Regions from separate parts of the Anser cygnoides genome. Here region 2 is linked to region 1. Evidence: chromatin contacts called from public Hi-C data. All regions are on one chromosome and are shown on one strand. Each heading gives the region's core, a stretch centred on a gene start, on an enhancer-like site or on the middle of the called end of the contact. The rest is flanking DNA. Distances are from core to core; before and after follow the strand shown. Region 1 overlaps HDAC4 (histone deacetylase 4). Region 2 holds the start of HDAC4 (histone deacetylase 4).

Region 1 (7,239 bases), core at 1,207-3,706:
TTATGTCCTGAAGGTGTATATGAAGATGTAGCATACTCCTTAACCATTTAATTTTTCAAATAAATAATTTGAGCTAATTATCTGTGACTAGACCCCCAATACCTAATAAAATGGACACAGACACAAACTGTAAAAAAATGGTTTTGATCAACTTCTAGTAATGCAGCAATTTTGTAAGTCAGGCTTAGGCATGAGGGGTGCAGACAATTTGGAAGAAAATCCATGTACTGCCAAAATGTATAACTGGGAGTTGAAACCAAAAATGTCAAAGACAACCACCTTCCCTTTACCTCTTTTGCAACTGTACTGCAGTGCCTAACTCACAGTAATGCCACTGCATGCAAGAAAGGAAGCTCCTTGATATAAGGTTTTTGAAAGAGCAACACTTCATGCATCATTTCCAAAAAAAAAAATTATACAAAAAGGAGGAGTCATGTAATTTCCCTGAAAAGAACGTATAAAGCTTTTTCACCTTTTCATGATTTTTGGAAAATTAGGAAAATATACAAATGATTTAGTTTTAATTTTAGAGATGTGCAGGGCTGCATAAAGTATATTGGATCGTTTCTATCACAAAACAGAAGAAAACGTACATCACCATGTGATGGCAAACAGAACATCGATAACCCATTGCACAAATTGTTCTCCTCCCAGCATCTGAATGGCTTAGCTAAATGTCCTAGTCCTTTGCAATAGTTCTGGGGGAAATGGCTTTGCATCTCGTGTTGTGTGATATTAGCTGATCCATTTGCCTAGAGAGGTTTATTTGGGAAAAGCTGGGCATGGCAGGATTTTGGTTTCTTTGAAATCTTCTTTAGTATAAGAAGTGTTACCTTGTAGCCCAGGTGTTTAAGATTTCTTTGATACCAGTTGACCAGGCTTTTATCATTTTCCCAATTTTGCATATTGTATATATTTAAATGTTTATGAAAAAATAACGTTGCCAGCTTTAAGTATTTCATGGTTAGCTTTATTTTCTAATTTTAAATGAGAAATATGTCTCTGCTTGTTAGTTTGCAAGGTCGGCTCCAAACCATTTCAGATATGTTGGAACATGGTACTTCATTAGTCAAGTTTAAGTGCTTGCCTTCAGTGTAGAAAGACTAGAGCTCTCTGCCTCCTTTAAAATAGGCAATATCTATTTTTAAATAGTGTTTTTAAATCTAAAGTTTTTTTCTGTCTTGGAAAGGTACATGATATTCATTGCCATTGTAGTTGATACAAGTCTATAAAAAGTACTCGATTACAGACAGAAATTGTACATGCTGAAATTGTTCTCTTCTGTGCAATTCTAAAAATGTTTGTGTATAACCCATAGATGGGATCTGTATATTTAAAGTGATGATAATGCTGCTAAATATCATATGCTGATAATGTCAAGCTGCTGTACTTTTCTCATCATTGTTTTTAAAACAAATCCCCAGGAGATAGTTTGAGGCACAACTACACTGTATTGATTGTTCAAAGAGAAAATTGATGTCGTTTTGTTTCGTTTATGATATCAGTAAAATATTTCATTACTCTGCTGGCAATAGCTATCTTATTCTCAATGTGGCATGCTAACATTTTGTATTACTTAAATTAAAGCAAAATTGCCAGTGGTGTTCAAAATTACTTGGAAAAAGAAGTGTGTGGGTATGCACAATCATATGCCCTTAGCAGGTAGCATTCAACAGCAAAATGCTTTTTTCCAATTTCCTCCTTTGTGGCAGCAAATTTTGAACTAAGATCTTAAAAACAGATTTACTCTTTAATATATTTTCAATAAGCTTGACTGACATTAATGAAGGCACAAGAAGACAAAGGGAAATAAAAAAATCACTTTACAGATGAAATTTTGCATAGTGTCATATGAAAACTAAGTGACTTTGCTGAATTATGGCATTTAGATGTGGTTGGACACTGGAAGAATGAGCAGCAGGTTTGTGGCACATTGAAGAGCACATTTGAAAGCACAGCCCCGTGTCTAAGAAAGGTGACAAACACAGTCGTGGGAGGCTTTGCTTTTCTTGCACAGGCAGCACTAGCTCCAGGTAGCAGAGCTGGGGTGCCCTATTAAAGCTGGCCTGCTTACATTTCTGTAAAGCACGGAGGCAGGATTGCTTCTGAAGTTTGCCGTGTATAGATTCTTTGTTTTTCAATAATTGTTCTCACATTAGTGCTTTTTTTCCCCCAAGTGGTTGCTGTAGTGGTGTTACGCACCAAGTTTCACCTTAGAGTCTTTGAGGGAGAAAAGGAGGTTTTTGTTACCCAGAAGTGATCCACTCAGTTCTGCAACCAAGGAAATAACCTGCAAAGTCTTACAGGACTATGAGTTTAGGTCTGAAATGTATAAAGCCATTACTCAGATCTCTGTTACACTGATACACATTGTGCCATAGTATAATATTGCATTAATCGTTGTCCCTTTTTTTTCCACAGTAGCACCTGAGTTAAAAGTGTAAAATTCTGCAGGAAGTCTTTCTGAAATCTAAATGCTATTTTATTTAAGTTGGAAAATCACCTACCGGTGAGAATTCGGTGTGATCAGAACGCTTGTTTCTTAACAGAAAAATCAGGCAGTTTAAATTAATGTAATTTTTATAATGGGCTTTCTACCAACTATTTCAAATCAATCTCATTTTAAACTTAGGTATTTTTACTTAAGTGTTTCTCCTTTAAATGGCCATAAGGTAATTCAGTAAATCTCACATTTCATCCTGAAAATCAGGAAATAGTACATAAGTGCAACCTTAAGGGTTTTTGATGGAATTTTGAAGTCTGATTTAAGGTAAAGCACACTAGTAAATAGCATAAATTGTCTGCGATTTGCTAAAGAAAACAACAGCCATCGTAATGCCTCTTCTCTTTTTTTAAGGTAATCTGTTTTAGCTTTAAAAGGGCAAACACTTTAGAAGGACAAGTTAGCTGTTAAATCTTTGCAAAAGCTTTTTGCAGTGGCCCTGCATGAAGACTGCATGGAAGCAGAGCACTGGTGAGGACGCACAGGTGATCTTTAATCTCCAAGCGAGATCCAATAAAGAGTGAAAGGTCTCTCAGTAGGGCAGCGATGCTGGCGGCAGCTGCAGAGCGAGATCGTCCCTGTGATGTTTACCCTGGCCTTGTCACTGCTGTGGGAGGCGGTGAGAAATCAGAGGGCTCTGCGGTCACAGCAGCGGTGCTCGGGGCAGCTCTGCAGATGAATCTCATCTGCACGCACTTAGGCTGGATTCAAAGCACAGCTTACCTCCCTTGTTCAGTATTTCGAGTGTCAGAAGTGAAATTTCCTGCTCTGTATGTTTCTGGTGTGTGATTATAGCCACTGTAAGGTGTCCCCCCTCCAATCTGCAGATGCTGTCTCACTGGGACAATGTTCTCCATTTTGTTTCCAGACCAGCCTGGCTCATAGACTTGTGAATCGTGAAGGCTCGGTAACACAGCTTCCGCTCTACACATCTCCTTCTTTGCCCAACATCACGCTAGGACTGCCTGCAACTGGCCCTTCCAGCGTAAGTGATGGGGGATGCAGTCCATAAACTGTTGCTTGCACTGATTTATCCCTTAACCCACCGTGACATCACCTGTGCATTTGCAGGGAGGATCAGCACAGCAGGATGCTGAAAGACTTACTATCCCAACCTTACAGCAGCGGATCTCGTTGTTTCCTGGCACCCACCTCACTCCCTACCTGAGCACTACAACGTTGGAAAGAGATGGGGGAACCGCACATAACCCTCTCCTGCAACACATGGTCTTACTGGAACAGCCAACTGCACAAACTCCCTTAGTCACAGGTGAGCACACGGTAGATAATGCACAAAGCCTGATACGCAGTCCCAGCAGGGGAAGGAGAGCAAATGGCATCCACTGTTTTTTTCTATCTCTTTTACAAAAGAGATACCATATTATTTATACATTTTTTAGATTTAACATACAAACTTGCAGGATGTGTTTGTTCATTGATACATTGGGTGGTTGCAACATTTGCAAAATCAGGGGTTGATCACATCATCCAGAGGTGGGAGGAAGCTGCCTTGTCATTTTGGTGAAATGATAGTAGATAGTACTACCTGCAAACTTATGCTTTTTTTATGGATGTAACAACTTAAAGCTATATTGTTAGAGTTCTAACCACTGTAGATGAAAGTGGCAACAAAAATGTTGTGTCTTGTGATTACCCGTCCTGTTTATCACTGGTGGTTGCTATTCCATGTATAACAGAGGCACACATTTGCAAAATCACAGATTAAAATACTGGCTTTTCATCATTATTATAAATGGCAAAAACATGGCAAAATCAACTGCATTCAAACAGATTGTATTTGTTTGTATATGTTACATTTGCAGTATGTTAATTGCTTTGAATCACTCCCTGTGTCATGTTTTCAGAATTAAGTACCTGTGGGAAGGCGTATTTCTATAAATAGGGCTGATTCAAAGCACTGTTCCCCAGTAGGATGCATTTCTATTTTACGTTGTGTAGTGCTGGGACAAAGGATGGTCTGCGTAAATTACAGACGTGTTGATTTTTATTTCTTTCATTCCATTTCTAATGGAATTTTTTCAGGTGGTGAGGCCCTGGCCCAGGCTGCCCAGAGGAGCTGTGGGTGCCCCATCCCTGGCAGTGCTCAAGGCCAGTCTGGATGGGGCTGGGGGGAAGTGTTGCAAAGGGGTTGGACTCCATGATCTTTAAGGTCCCTTCCAGCCCAAAGCATTCTATGATTCTATGAAGTTCTTGAGAGATGTTGATTGCTGAAACATTACAGCACTGCTGTCTGGTTTGGCTCATGTCTGATCTTACATTCAAATTCCAGGAATATATATGGGGTTGTGTTAAGCTTATAAACATGTACATATGGGGAATCTGAAGCATGGAAGTATGGTGTTTAACTCGCACTCTCAGAGCCTTGAGAGTGGTTTGTACAGTTTCCACGAACCTTTATGTAGTTTCCTGTTGCCTTCTTCTGTCACGGTGGTCGTGGAATGATGAGGTTGCTCAGTCATGATGTGTCTCTTCACCAGTTGCCCTTTGCCCAAGGACTGTTGATGAAGAGTCACTGGGGAAGATTTCCTCTCTTATCACATCACCAAAACTTTTTTCTCTGTTCATGCTGGCGTTTGCTTTAAAGCAAATGTAGGGAGTGCTGTTCTGTTTCCTATTCCACCTCTCTGAAAGCTCCCATCCGCTAAGTGTACTGTGTGTGCTTCCAAGTGTATTCCTTCTAGTCCACCTGCTACGTGTGGTGTTTTCAGAGCAAGTACAACTTGTTACAAACCAACACTTAGGAGAAATATTCACTCTACAGCAGAGCAGCAACAAGAAACACACGTTCCAGATGCAGCAACTGAACCAGAGCAAGCTAACACGTGGTCTCAAAAGCCCTAAGTGGACTGGCTGCCAAACTACAGTCAGTAGTTATAATTTCCTCGGAAGCAAAGTGGAGTTTATTATTATTCTGTTGGTAGCCTACAGCTCTGAAGATAGTCTCCTGATGACTGCTACAAAATGATCCAGCACAATGGCATGCTGTTTTAGTGCAGTTAGACATGGGAGTCTGGGGAAGCTAAGAGTCCCTACTGGACAAATGTTTGCTGATTTTGTGAGCTTGGAACTGTTTTTGCGAAGCTAGCTTCTGGATTTTAGCTGGAGCTCAATGAATGGTTCACCTTGAGTAGAAAGCGATAATAAAATCTGAGCAGTGTGACTGTGTCCCACACTAGAGCAGAATTCCTTACATCTGGCATTGCTCTTGCGACTGATTCCTCTGGATAACATCTCTCACATTGACGTGTATATACGGAGTAGGAACGTGTCTCCCTGGAAAGCATTCACAGGGGGACTTTGGTCATTCACTTGGAGGCAAGTAGTCTTTGAAGATATCCTGTAGAGACGTGTAGGATCCCTTCCTCTGCTCTCTGATTTGAACTGTGCTGTAAGGAAAATGGACCACAGCTTTCCAAATTATTCATATATTCATACACACATGCAAACATATATTTTTGTATGTATGTATACACACACACATATTTATAAAATACGATACCCTTTTACATGATTCTTTTCAGGAAAGCAAAGGTTGGGAGAAACTCAGTAAATTGCCACAAGAAGAGAGGCTTTTAAGTGAATTGAGTTCCTCCACGTAGGGCAGTTCTGTGAATTAGTGGGACAAGGAGACAAGGTCCTGGCTGGGCCAGGAACTTCAGGTATTTCTCAGCTGCTGCATTCAGCTGGCTGCAGACTTCTGTGCAGCTTTTCATTTTTCAACTAAAGACCACAAGGTGAAAGGGAGAAGAAACAACTTCCCCAGCCCTAGAATTGGGTCTCATTTTTGAATGTTACTGACCACTTGAGCAGATTTCACTGTGTTTTGTACAGTGAGGTGAAGCAAAAGAGTACTTTTATCCCAAAAGTGTGTGCAGCCTTATCCATGTTAGGGAGACAGCAGTTCACATCAGTGATGGCTTTCTATCCCAGTGTGTAACTGGAAAGGCAAAGGCTTATCCTCAGCTCATCCACCCTTGGGTTTGGCTTTGTGTTGCATGTCTTCTCATCCCAGATATCTAAGAAGGTATGTCTTAAGAGAGCAGAGTAAGAACTGGCTTACCCATGAACAGCTAAAAAAAGAAGACAGTTCCTGCAGACATGCCCTTACCAGAACTCAGATAGGTATTTCACAAGGTAGTCATTCAAGAGACCCAAACTGCCAAGGGCATATGAGTAATGCCTGTCATCCCAAAATAACCTTTATGTTTTTGTTAAGTTACTAGCATGACTATACAGGACAGTGATGGAAATAAATCTTTTTGACACCTTGTCCTCTGACTTATCTTCTTTCTCAAGACATAATGAAGCCTCGTGGCTCTCATATTCCTGAAAGGCATTAAAGTTTATCTAAGCCAAACATGGTCAGGGGTCTATCACATGGAAGTTTTCATCCCTAGTCATTTCTGCAGAGTAGGTATAGCACAGCCAAGGGCAGCCATGCTTCCCTACATGATCTAGACGAGAGAACCAGCTTCGTCATCAACCATCGTCCTTCAGCATGTCTGGTGAGCATCCTGTAAGGTACAACAGCTCGGTGCTGCAGGGCGGCAGTATGGGCTGGTGCTGTCCTAGAAATGAATGCGCTCACTGTACCACGGCAAGCCATTAGACTTGAGCTTCTCCTCAAAACTACCACCGTGATCTAATTCATGTCATCCACTGAGCAATGGAAGGGTCCATAAAGTATTGTTGAATTTAAGAAATGAAATATTCCA
Region 2 (7,556 bases), core at 2,188-4,687, 180 kb before region 1:
AACAGATGGGAGTGGGAGATAAGGTAAAGAAGGGTGGCTGGCGGGAGAAAAATATCAGGGGAGAACAATGATGGCAACTAACTGATCAGGAGAAAGAAAAGGATGCAGTCCACACACTTGTGCCTAAGCGTGACTGCTGAAACACTGGCACTTGGGGTAGGTGTTGCTCTTCAGTGGCAAGGATCTAGAGGAAGTTCTTGCTGGTTTTCTCCCTTACTCGATGCTCTTTTTGTGTCTGAGGAGGTGGTAGAAGAGGGAGCATGGGGACAGAAAGCTGAGGGACGCTATTTTCTTTTAATCAGAACCCTGTGGCTGGGGAGGGAAATCAGCAGGAGTGTTGTGATGGCTGTTACCTGCTTAAGAACATAAAAAAATGGAACCATTTTTGACAAACAAGAAGTAGAGTTCGGCTAGGGATGAGGTGGAGGTAGGCGGGAAGCTCTGTAATTGCATTTTATTTAAGTCTTTATGAATTAGCTCTGCCATTTTTTTTTTTTTAATAATTTCTGTATTTTAATTCAAATGGCTTCTGAGTAAACTTTTCAGCTGCAATTACAGCAAAGCCAGACCACACTGTATACAGTCAGATTTAACATATAGGAAGAATACTTTTTCTTGCTCATGTTTGAATTCTAATTTATCCGAACAATGACAAGGTTTAATTTTCTGTCATTATGCACAGGTTAGCCTAGACTGGGTATTAATAGATACACGTATTCACGCCCACGACCACTAGTACGGCATCAATCACATTTTGAAGATAAAACTTACACTCCATGGCAACTTTTAGGGTACAATTTTCTTTTCTTCCTTCACCTTTTTAAACGACTTCAGCACTGCAGAGGGCATTGGAGGCAACGTACTCAGCTGGGTGGCAGAACGGGTCTGCAGTGCAGCGTCCAGCCCTCAGCGTACAGTCGGTGGGGAAAGGAGACAGCTGGGGGGCACCTCCGGGCCCCACTGTGTTTGGAACCTGCGGGGACCTCTTAGGCAAAGCGTTGGTTGCACCTCGTGTTGGTGAGCAAACCGCCAGGAACGGGGAGCCGCAAGGGAGGGCAGACAGCCACCTGTGTGACCGCCGGGCGTCAGGTCCGCGGAGGAGCTTGTGGCAGTTGCAAATGTTGCCTCGTCAGCTACACAATCTGCATTAGTGACCTTCTAGTCCTAAAGCACTTACACCCATATGTAGCTTGACCCTTTAAAATAATTTAGAAGCTTATTTATACGCACATGCGTACATACGTGTGAGCACACAAACCGGCCCTGAAATAAAGATATCAGGACAACTGTACAAGGAAACCTAAAATCTCACCAACCAAAGAACAACAAACAAACAAGCCCACAAGCCAATATAACCTAAAAATGAATCAAAACGGGCTTTAGCTTTATGCAGAAGTGATGCTCTTCATGCCAGTGGTGTTCTTAGATGCATATTAAAGGGAGAATATTCCAAAACAACAAGGCAGGCTGTGCTGCCCGTATGCTCAAGCTTAGAATAATCAAAATGTAATGCTTGTTGTAAATTTCTGCTAATATATTAATCTTCTAAAAATAAAGTAAGACTGGAAAGCTGAAGTTAATGGGATGCTTTTGCTGATGGAACTGTCAGACTAATTCTGACCTCTGCCAAGAAGTGAGCATGTTGTTCACAGAACAGGAAAAAAAGCAACTGTAGGGGTCAAATCAATATGACAGGATTTTTAGACGGGTGGCCCTTTTGAATGGATATGCAGTCATTAAACATCTCAAAAAAAAAAAAAAGGCTGCGCTTTTATGCTTTTATATATATATATATGTGTAAATTTTGAGGGAGGGATGAAGTTGTTAGCAATTCTCTTCAGGTCCCTGATTTTACCTAAGTCCAGATGGCTGAACTACAGGAGTCCATTATTCTTTAAGGAAAGTCTGGAAGTTTAAGAGCAATTTAGCAAGAGTCAATTAATCAAAATTACCAGAAGTGTGCTGGGATGGCTGCATACGAGTAGGAAAGATATATTTTATACTGTCTTAGTCAAGGATGTTAAGAATTCTGTGAAACTCCTTGAAAGCGACGTGGGAAGTCCCCATCTATTTGCTGGCGGGCTAAGAGTATGGCACAGCGGCTGCACTCCGGGGCGTAAGAGCAGACCACTGAGTCCGTGCCTGGACCATTAACTCCTTTAACTCTGTGTAAGCCAAGGGCTCCACCTATGTGAAGCACAAGCATCCTCTGGAAGCTGTACTTGGATGGGAGAGGAGAGTTTTGAAGGCTGTGCAGATGGCCTTTACCTCAGAACAGAGCCAAAGAGAACCATCTCTCCTTCTAGGACCGGCATGGTGCCTCACCTTCAGAAAAAAAGCTATCGGAAAAAAAAAAAAAAGTGGATTAATAAGATTTGATGTCACAGCATTGGAGATTTAGGCTCTCCTTGGTCACTGGCGACGCCTTCAGTGAAGCGTGAGGTGGTGATCAGCTCCTCACGCACCGCAGGCAGGATGCGCCAGGCAGAGCACAGCAAAGGCAGAACAGCAAAACTCTTGCGGCATGGTGGTTGTGTCAGCCGGGGGCTTGGCCCGGCACGAAACGGCCGCGCGAGGAGGTTTGACAATTCAATAGTGTTAATTCCTTAGAAAACAGAAAAATCAATTAAACGTTGGACACTTCCTAGGAAAGCATGGTAGTGGCAAGTGTGTGGAGCAATCCTTTTTTTTTTTTTTTTTACCCTTGATAATTCAGGCAAATATTTGTATTTTGAACTGTACTCTCTCTTTTTCATAGTGTGATTCAGCTATTTACTATTAAAAGCAGTGTATTTAGCCACCATTTTTGTACGTAACTAGATGGATTTAAAGAAACTTCAGGAGCGGGATTTTGGATGCGGAAAATCCTCAAAAAAAAAAAAATCCATAGGCTAATAAAACACTGTGTATCTACTATGGCTTGCATTTTCCACGGTATTTCCAGTAAATGTATCTCCTTGGAGTATTCTGGGAATCAGGATGCTATATATATATGTGTAGCATGGTATGAGGTATATATACTATATAGTATACTGAGAATATGTATACTATGCATTATCCTGAGAATCAGGGTACTCTAAGGGGATGATACATGAGGGTGCTGTAGTTGTGGCTCTGTCAGTTGGTGCAGGAGGAGCAGAGGACGCGGGACTGCTGCTGCAACTCAGGCCGGGAGGGCCCGGCCGTGCCGGGGCAGGGGGCAGCAAATGGCCGCCATGGCCCGCGGCCGCCTCAGGCAGCGGGCAGCGGCCGGGCCGCGCGCCGCGGCGTCGCCTAGGCGACGGGCGGTGGGCGGGGCCTGGCGGTGCGAGGCGGGGCCTGATTGGCTGCCTTCCCCCCCCGGCGGGAGGGGCAGGGGGAGCGGGGAGGCAAGGAGGGAGCCGCGGCTATAAATAGCCCGCGCGCCCTGATTGGCCGTGGGGAAAATGGTCGCACCACGTGACCCCGCCGCTAAAAATTCCAAGATGGCGGATCCCGTCACGGGCTGAGGCCGTCGGGGGCGCGCGCGCCGCCGTGTCCGCGCCGGGGCCGTGCCCGCGCCGTGCCCGCGCCGTGCCCGGCTCCCCGCCGCCGCCGCGCAGGTCAGTACGCGGCCCCGCGGGCACCGCTGCCGCCCGAGGCCTCCCCGCGGCCGCCGGGCTCCGGGAGGGGTCGGCGGCCCGGCTGCGGGCTGCGGCCGCGCGGGGTGCCGGAGGGCGGGGCGTGCGTGGGGGGGAGGTGACGGGCAGCTCCGGCAGCCAATCAGCGTCGCGCTGGCGGCGGCGGCGGGCGGATTTGAGCGGCTCGGCGGCCCCTTGCCGCTCGCTGATTGGCCGGCGCGCCTGGCGGGGCGGGGCGGTGACGGGCAGCCGCGGCGCCCAATGGGCGCTCAGCCCCGACCCCCCGCTTCCCACCGCTGGCGTTTTTTGTGAATGAGGCGGGAGGGGGCGTGGCCAGCCGTGACCCCGCCCCTCCCACAGCGCGCACGGCCACGCCCCCCACTCCCGGGCGGCCGCGGCTCCGCCCCGCGCCGCCGCCGCCGCCGCCTCGGAGCCGCGCGGGGCTCGGCGGGGAGCGCAGCGCAGCGGGGCCGAGCGGGGCCATGCGGGCAGCGGTGAGCGGCCGGCACCGGGACGGGGCGGGGCGGGGCGGGACGGGCCCCTCCGAGCCCTCCCCGGGGGGTTGGGGGGGAGGCGGCGGCCGCCACCGCCGCCGCTCGGAGCCCGCGGCCCCGGGGCGACGCCTGCGGACCGGGGCCCTCCGCTCCGCTGCCCGAAGTTTGCGGAGGGAGCGGGGTCTGCCCCCCGCACCGCCCGCTGCGGGGAGCGGCGCCCCGCTGGCTGCGCGGGGAGAGGCCTCCGGACCCGGCACCCCCCCCCCCCGTCACTTCCCAAAGGGCAAAAATACCCGAAAAGCGCTTTTTTCGGTGTCGAAAGCATAAAGGGGGTCGTGTTTTCATGCTCCGCGCCGCTCGGAGGTCCTGTGGCGAGGTTAGGCTGCAACAGAGAATGACAGATCCCAGCCCAGCCTGAGCTAGGACCTGTCCTTAAAAGCAGGCTTTTCCCCCCAAAATGCATCGGTTTTGGCATCCGGGGGGAGCGCAGGGAGCCTCTCGCCCCGGCACGCCGCAGGTTTGTGCAACAGTTTTTTGGGCCGTAACTTAAAAAAGGAAAAAAAAAAAAAAAAAAAAAAGAAGATGAGGAAAAAATAGCTTATAATGCATGTGGAGCAGCAGAAGGGAGGTGTTGCCGAGCGCTCGCGTGTGGGTTTTGCTGCAGGAATTTATCAGGGAAGATGCTGTGCAATCCCCGAGCTTCCCTAAATGTTATCTTCGGAGTGTTTGTGGCATGGCGAATGCAGCGTGGCATCTTAAGCAAGCAGACGTATTTACATAACAATTATTGGACGTTATGGCTGGGTACCCGGTGCCATTTAAAGGGAAGTAAACCTGCCTTTTATTCAAAGCACTTGCGTAATTGTTTTGTGCGTGCATTTCATGATAGGGGAAGCCTTTTTCCCCCTCCTGCTTGCTTGTCCATAGCTCGCGTCCGAAGGCTTCCACAGACGAGGCTCCGTGCTGCGGCCGCTCGCTTCGCCAGGGCGGATCGCGCCGCACGGGATCACCTCGTGCTCCCGAGCAGATCACCCCTCGGGAATCGTTCCCGAGACGCGGTGCTGTGCTGGGCGCCCGCGGGCGGCTCAGGCCACGGGCACGCGCTGCTCGGCGCTGGCTCTCGCCAGGGGTGCATGGTGCTCGTTGCCAACAGCTGTGTTCTGTTGTCTTCCTCACGCTAATTTGAGATTTCGGGGATGGAGCGAGTGTCGTTGTGGTCCTCGTGCCCCGGTGGATTTCACCATGGAGCGAGCGACCTCTTTGCCAATGCGTTTTGATTTACTGGTGGCACGGACCGTCACTAAGTGGGACTTGCGCCGCTGTCAGAGTGCTTTCAGCCGTTGCCAAAAGCTACCTGAAGTTAATTATCTGAATTAGACTTTCTTAACAACAACATTTTTTAAAAGCTAAGGAGCTCTGAAGTTTAATAATCTGCTTCTTGGCAAGGTTTCTTTTTTTTTTTTTCTTTTTTTTTTTTCCCCCCCTCTACGTGGTCTGTCGCTGCGCCCAGTTCCAGTCCCCTCTGGTGCTTGCGCTGCTGCTGCGCGGAGTTCTCTGCCCCAAAGCTGCCTCTCCGAAAGAGTTAAGAGGGCATTGAATTAGGAAAGCTCAGCTGCTTGTATACAAATATACAGCAATTACAAGGCAACAAAGTTATTGCAGAATCCTACCGTAACCATGGCAACGTGCTCACTCAATTACATTTGGAAATGTAAAATGCCACCCAGTTAGAAAGAGTAAGTTTTAGTGACTGCAGATTTTCTGTATGAACCCAAATGTGTAAGACGCGGCTTTCCAGGATTCTATGGTTTTTGTCGTGTTGGAATGGCATGTTTCAGCGTGTGCATCTGACAGATCTTGGCTGCTGATATTACGCTGTGCCCTTGGTTGTCTGAACTTAGAGGGGAAAAAAAAGTTCTAAAAAAAAAAATCTTGAAATCTTTCAAATTTTACTTTGCTGCCCTAGAATGTCTTTAGTGTTTTGCTTCAGGACCTGGCTGTAGAGAGAGGACGGGATTAGAACAGCACGAAACGCATTTTGAAAATTACCTCAGAATACCAGAGGAATTTGTCATTTACTTAATGGGATGGAAGCATGAAAGAAAAGCGTACGTATGGAATGAAAGCTCTTATGCTTTGGGGAGGAACTGCTCCTTTGGAAGGCTGTGCTTGCGTAGCACGGCGAGGCTGGCAGGCCTGAGCTGCGGAGCCTGCGGTCAGCACCACGAGCAGGAAGCTCCGGAGAAGCCCAGCTCGGGAGGCAGCAGGTTCTGTGCACCGAGCTCCTGATGCGCGACGGACGCGACATTTTCCATGGAAGTATCGTTTATTGCTCGTTGATTAATGCTGACTTATGAGCAAAAGGAATAAACTAGGAGAATAAATTAGAAAAAAAGTGGTTTCTTGCATAGGCTGACCTCTGCATTGGTCAGGATGCAGCTTTCTGCTTCGCAATGTTTGTGTTGCACGGGTGACTTCCATTAGTGCAGAAAAAGGAAAAACCGCGAGGCCCTTAGGGAGATTTATTTTCTTTATCTTGGAGCGATGTGTTTACCGACACATGCAGATTGATGAGCTTCTGAGGAAGTTACCTGGTAAATTTTCCTCTTTCCCTTCCACTGTGGGCAGAGGCAGAAGCACAGGAGCTGCTTATTCATGGGCTTGCCAAAAAGGTGGAGTTGATCCCAGCCTTCCGTGCTAAATCCCACGGTGAACTGCAAGGACAAGGAGTAGGACTTACTAAAAATAAAAATTAGAAATGAGCAGGAGCCCCTGGGTTTAGATGGCATTGCCCTCTCAATCTCTTCTTGAATGGCTTTGAGCTCTCTGGGGAGTAGGCTTCTTGAAAGCCATCTTAAGGTGCATCTGTGTTGTAGAAGTGTGTGCAACGTCAGAAACTTTCCCTCTAGGTTTGTTTGTGGGTTTCTAGTCTGAGGCAGCTACGAGCTCCCTATTACATGGGCATACCCCAAAACGTGCAAAACAAAGCCTTGGGAGAACAATTTCCCACCACACACGCTGTATACGGTAGGGTCAGAGACTCAAGGTCACGTTTCTTTCCTCATCCAGAGCTGAGAACGGGTGAGAGTTCACAAACGCGCTTGTCAAATAACTTAGCGAAAAGGGATTAGTATGTTGAGTGTCTCTTAAAACTTGTTGCACGGCCTTACCTTGAGGAGTGCAGACAGACAACGTGGGTGCTTACCTTCTTGCTCCGCTGAATGCCGGGCATGCTCCGCCGAGAGACAGCTGCCTTCAGCTTTTAGCACCTCCAGATTGCATTCCTGGAGCGCCTGTTGTGCGCCATGCCTACCTGTAAGGTCACAGCAAACCAGTTGTCCTCGTGTTTTCTCAAGTGTAGCGTGCGACTGTCTGGGTTAAGTGGATTAAGAGTGTGCTGAAAGTGATGCTCGCTCTTCAGGGTTTGAAAACCTTCCTGTTTGCTACCCGGCTCTGCCAACTT

What was found. Hi-C and Micro-C count contacts between places; a contact is called where the count stands out from the background.
Region 2: a Hi-C map of liver shows a contact between it and region 1, with 8 times the contacts expected there. The contact joins the promoter of HDAC4 here to the enhancer-like site in region 1. A contact is called at or near these places in 3 of 7 Hi-C or Micro-C datasets (granulosa cells and liver).

What each region holds. Positions count from the first base shown.
Region 1 is chr6:12,713,153-12,720,391 of Taihu_goose_T2T_genome, reverse strand. HDAC4 (histone deacetylase 4) reads left to right here. Exons shown (of 26, transcript XM_066999846.1): 9 at 3,372-3,488; 10 at 3,575-3,773. Among named protein-coding and RNA genes, the nearest start is that of TWIST2, 140 kb to the right of the region's middle. Within about 2 kb of position 2,456, at least 2 of the 3 cell types and tissues checked have open chromatin away from gene starts, as enhancers often do. A contact at or near this core is called in liver, where this site is marked.
Region 2 is chr6:12,890,876-12,898,431 of Taihu_goose_T2T_genome, reverse strand. HDAC4 (histone deacetylase 4) reads left to right here and starts at 3,437. Exons shown (of 26, transcript XM_066999846.1): 1 at 3,437-3,581. It overlaps LOC106034581 (a long non-coding RNA gene), which reads right to left and starts at 940. Exons shown (of 2, transcript XR_007159068.2): 1 at 772-940.